Linked DNA regions of Sus scrofa: region 2 is linked to region 1. Evidence: chromatin contacts called from public Hi-C data. All regions are on one chromosome and are shown on one strand. Each heading gives the region's core, a stretch centred on a gene start, on an enhancer-like site or on the middle of the called end of the contact. The rest is flanking DNA. Distances are from core to core; before and after follow the strand shown.

Evidence for each region. Hi-C and Micro-C count contacts between places; a contact is called where the count stands out from the background.
Region 2: a Hi-C map of embryonic fibroblasts shows a contact between it and region 1, with 2.9 times the contacts expected there. The contact joins the promoter of FOXP1 here to the enhancer-like site in region 1. A contact is called at or near these places in 2 of 5 promoter capture datasets (fetal skeletal muscle and liver), 4 of 47 Hi-C or Micro-C datasets (adipocytes, embryonic fibroblasts and fibroblasts) and 1 of 2 datasets of contacts at active chromatin or transcription factors (alveolar macrophages).

What each region holds. Positions count from the first base shown.
Region 1 is chr13:52,373,520-52,376,893 of Sscrofa11.1, forward strand. All of the region lies in intron 14 of FOXP1 (forkhead box protein P1), which reads right to left. Among named protein-coding and RNA genes, the nearest start is that of FOXP1, 600 kb to the right of the region's middle. Within about 2 kb of position 1,787, at least 16 of the 83 cell types and tissues checked have an H3K27ac peak or open chromatin away from gene starts, as enhancers often do. A contact at or near this core is called in embryonic fibroblasts, where this site is marked.
Region 2 is chr13:52,972,777-52,976,150 of Sscrofa11.1, forward strand. It overlaps FOXP1 (forkhead box protein P1), which reads right to left and starts at 1,581. Exons shown (of 21, transcript XM_021070841.1): 1 at 1,318-1,581.

The sequences.
Region 1 (3,374 bases), core at 537-3,036:
CTGGAGGAGTGTAAGCAGATGGGTAGGGGGAGGCTGGACCAGCACTGGCTGTGGGGTCCAGGTATTGCCTCAGTTCCCAGCACAGACGATGGCTGTCCCTGACGGTGGCCCTCAGGACGGGGGACTTCAGGAGAAAGTCCTGCTGCTTGCCAACCTGTCTATGATGGCCTCATGTTATCTCTTCACCTGACCAGACAGGCTGTACCAAGAAGCCTAAAGGACCAGCCAGCTTGTTAAGAGTTGAAAGACTCCCTTTTAGAGAGAGGGCATGGTGGGGGCGGGGGGTGGATGGACACTTTGTTTTCATAGTAGCTAAAACTATTTCCAAACAGTCCTAATTGCTACAGTTGGAGGAAAAGAGAATGCATAAAAGGGAAAAACCTAACACTGCTTTTCTCTTCAAGCAGCCCAGTTCCTGTGGTGTCTAACATGTCCATAAAGGATATACTACCTCCACTATAATGACTTGCCCACCAAATCTGAAGGAATGTGCTTTCTCAGAATTGGGACTTGCTCTTTGCTGGGCTAGGAATACCCTAAAACCAGGCATACATACCTCTGGTGTATTCAGGATTATAAAATACGATTTGCAGGGTTTTCCTGATGTTGTGACAGTGAAAAGTCTCTTTGAAAAATCCTTAACAACCGAATAAAGTATTAATACAGACATGCCTGTTGTTGTTGTTATTGTTTTATCTCCTGAGGGAGGCCCCCCTCCAAGCAAATATCTCAGGAGATTCTAGACACTGACCTCAAGCAATCCATTTGGGACTGACCTCGAGAAAATTACTGGTACTGAGTTTAGAACAAAAGAATATCGTTCTCATTGGGACAGTCTACAATCACCTGATTTTTTGCTTGTGCTTCTCTGAATAGGGAAAAAAAGAAGAATCCCTAAAAACGCCAAATACAACCCACTGGGCCGTTCTGAACATATGGCAAGAATGGCTTTGCCCACGGTACGTCCCCCATGGCTAGAATATTCAGCTGCTCTGGTAAACTTTTGCCTAGCCTTAATAAAATTAAAAGCTTATAAATATCAGAATCACAAATGAAAAGCTTATTTTAGCTGATGCTGTCCATTCCTTCCCTTCCTCCACACTGATCTCCATCACACACCTTTCTGGCCCACCTCCCTTCCTCGGAGACACACAGACATGCATACCTGCTCCTCCCCTGGGGCAAGAGTCATAAGGCTGACTGCTTTCCATTTCTTCCTATTCATCTTTTAGGTTTCATCTTAGATGTCCCTTGTTCTAGAAGTCTCCCTCAACCCCCCACCCATCTAGGGCAGTGGTCTACTCATCCATAGCACGGTTGATGCACGGAGAGCCTGGGAGTGTGTCTTTCTTGGTGTGTCCTGGGAGTCTCCACAAACACCTGGATGGCGGGGTGGGGGGGGTGTCTCTCCTGTTTCACTATCCTATGTTTTTCCATAGCACATTCAGTAAATATTCACTGATGCAACAGTATGATTTTAAATCCAGGAATGACCTTTACACAAACAACGTGCAGTAGTACAGTTTGAGTCCTTGGTGTAATTATGAAAGGAGAAGGTTTTCTGGTTTAAGAGATTTGCAAGCCAACAGGAAGAGATACAGTTGGAGGTGTCTGCAGAACAGGAGGACCACCTGGAACCCCATTCAGTTCACCTACACGCTTCCCAGTGGAAGTCAGCTCAGATCCACATCTAAAAACTTGGGAATCTCCCAAGATGACTATACCCTCTAACTATCCAAATGTGACCAGTGAGTTCCACAACAGGATCCAGCGAACGCGTCTAGGGGCTGATGTAATAAGAACAATCCAAGAAGGTTCTGGCAGTTTCTTTGATGCAGTGAACTGGGAACTGGTTGGATGACTGGCCGCAACAAATGACACTTACCACCCAAATGGCATTTAGTGAACAGCAACGTTTACAGCAAAGCATTCTATCACTTAGTGACTAAGGATTTTAAAATAAACACTGAGTTCCTTTTAAACAGAAATGGAAAAAGAGAAAAAAAAAAAAAAAAACTCACAAACTTCCTGGCAAGACTCTTGCATGAAAGTCCCCGTTGAGGGTTAGAACTGAATCTCAGGGACAGCTGCTTTCCAATCAACGAGTCTAGAAGAATACGCATTTGAACACACACCCTGCTTTCTCTTATTTCAGGTGGAATCAATTAATTACTGGCAAAAGGGAGTCTTTTGCACCTTAAAACTATCATCAGATAACTCTGTATCCCTAAATTTGAAAGAATTAAGGGTTTGCTCTATGTGTGTGCTCCCCTAATCAATCCCCCCCCCCTTTTAGGGCAAGGAGATAAAAAAAAAGTGTTCAAAAACACTACACGTCTACCTTTTATAATTAATTTCCCAAAGCCTCACCTATACATATTTTAATAATTCCTGATTTATAAGATGGTATCTATAATAAAATTTTCTATTTTCCAATAAATGAAAAGAAGGCAGGTTCTCTCTGGCAACAGAGTGTCACACAATATCTGCTTGTCAGGCACCAATTTTTACTTCTTACATGTAAGTTAAAGGATAAGGAATTTATAATGCTGCCTGTGAAGGGAACCACTTTTCATACACAAATGTGATCTTTTTTTTTTTTTTCCCAAAGGGTAATACAACAGTACATTTACATAAACTAATCCAAACAATCTATGTATTTGACAATGGCAAACCTCACACAGACGGCCTATTGTTGGTTTACATCTTGGAGTTCTTTATATTGGCTTGTAGCACTGCTCTAGCTGTCAAAGGTTTGACTTGGACTCCAAATAAATGGTTATAGAAGTGCTGTGCAGCGATATTGGACTTCTTTGCAAAAGAAAACCTGCTGTGTATGAATTCAAAAGCTATTAATTTTTCAGTCAAAAATATTCGTGCCTATTTCTTTTAATAAAGAAATACTGTGCTGAGCTACTAAGAGATAATGTTGACTAGTGGTAGAGAATTTTCAATAGAGCAGTTAAAAATAAATTTAGTAGGAGGTCCCCTTCAAAGTTATAATTTTCTAGCATGTAAAACATTTTTTTAAAATACTAATCAAGACAAACCTTCCTGCCCTGTGCATTTCCCCCGGGATTGCTTTTCCTTGTTTATTGGCTGTTAACACGGGTCCTCATGGAGATTCCCAAGGGTCCTTTTGTGGCCCGTGGAGGCTTATGTAGATGGCACTCCCTGCCAACACTTGGGCCCCATCACTCACCGAGTGCCCCATGGGGTTTTGCAATTCCTTCTCCGCTTTTATCCCTCCTTCTTCCAAGGAGACCCATGATCCAAAATGAATCCATTTCCAAAGTGCTGAGTCCACACGTTATTCGAATCCTCAAACTTAATATCTAATCTAATATCATGGTTTTTAATCCATGGATGAAGGA
Region 2 (3,374 bases), core at 331-2,830, 600 kb after region 1:
GGCGGGAGGCGGGGGCGAAGTGGAGGCGGAAGCAGCGAATGACCGCGACCCGGCGGCAACTGGCAAACTCCTCGGCTCCCGGAGCCGCCACCGCGGTCCCCACCCGAAGCGCACGCACGCCCGGCTTGCCGGCTCAGCTGAGTCCTCTCTTCGGGGCAGGAATGTAGCGAGGGGAGCTTGGGAGAAAGGCGGCGCGCAGCCGAAGGACGGAGAGCCATGAGCCATCAGCCTCCAGGACAGGGCCGAAGGGACACAGCGACTCGCGCGCGTCTCAGGATAAATTGAGGCTTGAGAAATCCCCCCGTTCCCCAGGCTTGAGAGGGGAGTAGACCCAGAAAGTGCGTGCGGCGGAGTGCATCCAGGCTCGGCGACTCCCCTCAGCGCACCCTACTCCCAGCTCCCACCCGCGAAGTTGGCCACCGTGGTCTCCGACCCCTCGCGGGGAGGCTGGGTTGGCCCGGCCAAGCGCGCGTGGGGGTACGTGTCTAACTGGGGGTGCGCGGGTTTGTGTCTGAGTTTTCCCAGCTCCCAGCGGGCGTCGGAGGAGTGCCCCCGCCGCCAAGTTCGGGGCACCGCGTGCGTGGTACCACGGATGTCCCCAGCCGCGGGGCCTAGGGCGCAGATGTCCCTAGTCATTCTGCGGCGAAGCCCCGGGGGCACCAAGGGGGGCAAACACTAGCGAAGAGCGAAGGGAAAAAGTTTGCTCCAAGTCCAAACTTTGGGCTCCAAAGGCGCTCGGCGCGCCTCCCCTCCCGCAACTGACCCGACCCCGGGCCCAGCGCTCGCCATGCTCCTCGGAAGGCACCCCGACGCTAGACACCGAAAGTTGCGCCGGGCGGCCTGGGCTTATCGATTTCTCTCCCCGCGGCGACTGTGGAAAGCGCAGAACGAGGCGTGAAGGGGCCGAAGGGAAAGCGAGATCGCCTCCTCCCTGCCGCTGCCGCCGCCACCGTCCCCCCTCCCCCGCAACCCCTTTTGACTTATGGAAATGCACCCAAGAGTACGGGCGCCACCGGAGTCCTCTCCACGCCCGCGCCGGCGCGCAGCCCCCACCCACCCCTGAGCTCCGGCCCAACGCGGGGGAGAGAGAGGCTGCCTCTGGGGAGGGCTAGGGGAGATGCACGTGGAGCCTGGAGATGAAAAGTATTTTTTTCCTTTTTTCTTTTTCTTTTTTTTTCTTTTCTTTTTTCTTTTTCTTTCTTTTTTTCTTTTTTTTTTTTTTTTGTGCTGGTTTTTGTTGTTGTTTAAAGTAGTCGGAAACAAGGCGGGAGGCGGCTTGGGAAAAAGTGGAGCAGAAATGGAAAAATACAAACTCACCCGCTGCAAATGGTCTCTCGGTGCAAACTAAGGTGTTTTCGGGCCTTTCCCCGCGCGCGCCCACTCCCGCCCGCGCGCGCACCCCGCACACACACTCGCGCACACGCACACACACACACATACACACGCGCGCACACACGCACTCCCGGGCGAGGGCCGGGCCGCCGCGAGTACAGCATTCAGCCGCCACACAATAAATAACAATAGATTCCTCCGCTCCGGACTAGCTTCCCGGAGCCCAGCCAGCGGCGGCGGCGGCGGCAGAGGCGCGGGCAGCGTCGGGCCGGGGGCGCTCCCTAACCCACCCCGGGCCTCCGGCCCAGGCCCCCTCTCCGTCTCAGGCACCCCCAAACCGCCCCAGGGCGCTGCCTAACATTCCCCACTTCTCGGATCCACTGGGGCGCTAGCCCCCACCCACCTCCCCTGGCCTCCCGGAACAAATAAATAAATAAGGCGCGCGAGAGGCCAACACGTCGCGGAGGGAGATGTTGTTATTTTTTGCTGTTGTGCGTCCCTGACGTCACATCCACCTGCTGGGTAAACAACAAGGCTAGCAAAAAAAAAAAAAAAAAAAATCGCAGTTGCCAAAGCAAGGGGGGAGGGTGTGCGGGGGCTGGGGGCTAGGTGCAGGGGAGCCGGGAGGTGGGAGTGCGGGGTGTCCAGACTGGATGGGGAAAAGAAGGAGGCAGAGCCCCGCAGACCAGAGAGGGGAAGGCCACGCCAGAGCAGTCCTTGGCAAAAGAGGGATCTGGCAAGACAGACCTGGAAAATAAGGGGCATGGGGGAGGGGGGATTCCTCAGAAGATGGGGAAAGGGGGGCCCATTCAGGCATGAGAAAAAGCCGAGAGAGAGAGTGTTAACAACTAGGGCCGAAGATGGGAATGCTAAGGCTATTTGCTTGGTTTCTGAGCTAAAAATACAGAAGGAAGAAGAGAGGATAGGCAGGGATAAGAGGTTCCTCCAGTTAAAAGTGAAAGTGTTTTGCCATCAGTGACAGTTGAAGGAGGGGGAGGCGGAGTGGTGTTTCAACCCCCTTTCTCCTTCTCTCCCGTCCTCCCTCGGTCTCTCCTCTTTCTTTCTGCACTTTGTCCAATGAAAGAAGGCGAGTTCGGGAGGTGAAAGTTCAACAGAAGGACAAACCCCTGTTTGCAAGGAAACAGAAACCCGCCAGCGAGGGTCCACCTCCCCCCCACCACCAGGAGAGTGTAACGCGGGACGTTTTTCCCCCCTTCCTTGTCAGAGTCACTGCCGGAATGTGTAGTTAGATCCACTTTAGGCGAAAGTGGCTGCGAAGGGAGCTGTGCTCTCGGCCAAGGTTTCTCTTAGGAAAACGCCCAGGGGGCTAGCAAGTCAATCAGTTGTTTAACACAAATTACCTGCTCTCCCAGAGATCACTCAAATGGAAAAAGCTTTGTCCAATTTGAAAAAGCGAGATTTTTTTTTTCTTTTTGCCGCTTTAAAGTTTGGTGAAATTTAGAAATTTGAAGGAGTAAATGAGGAGCCTGAATGAAATGTTGTGAAATATGCATAAACATGTATAAAACAAAAGACGCAATTATTTTTTTCACTTTTATCAGCCCAGGGAAGACTTTTTGTTCCCCAAGTGTGACTTAAAAAAAAATATGGCTCTACGGCTTCTTTTTGCTGTTAACAAAAGTAATTTTTTTCAGACCCCCCCCACCCCCACCCCAGATGCCACCAGCCTTCAAAGGAGCATTTCTAGCTATTGGCAGGGCAACTCTTTTTGAGAATGTATATCCAAAGTCACTCCTGCATATTCCTACAAAGTACTTGGGGGGCACGGGGGACACAAGTACTGTCCCTTTGGTCTTGAGTCCAATACAGTTGTATATAATAAATATTCTGAAAAGGTTACTATAAATTCTTTTGGATATAATGTTACAAATATTTTTAAGCATTCATTTACAGAATACTAAATCTCAATTTCAATCAAATCATAAGACTACCACTTTAAAATGGTATCTGTCTTGTGAGTTTAAAAAAAAAAAAAAAAAAAGCCATCCACTGGTGATACAGAATAAAGCCAGAGATAGGGT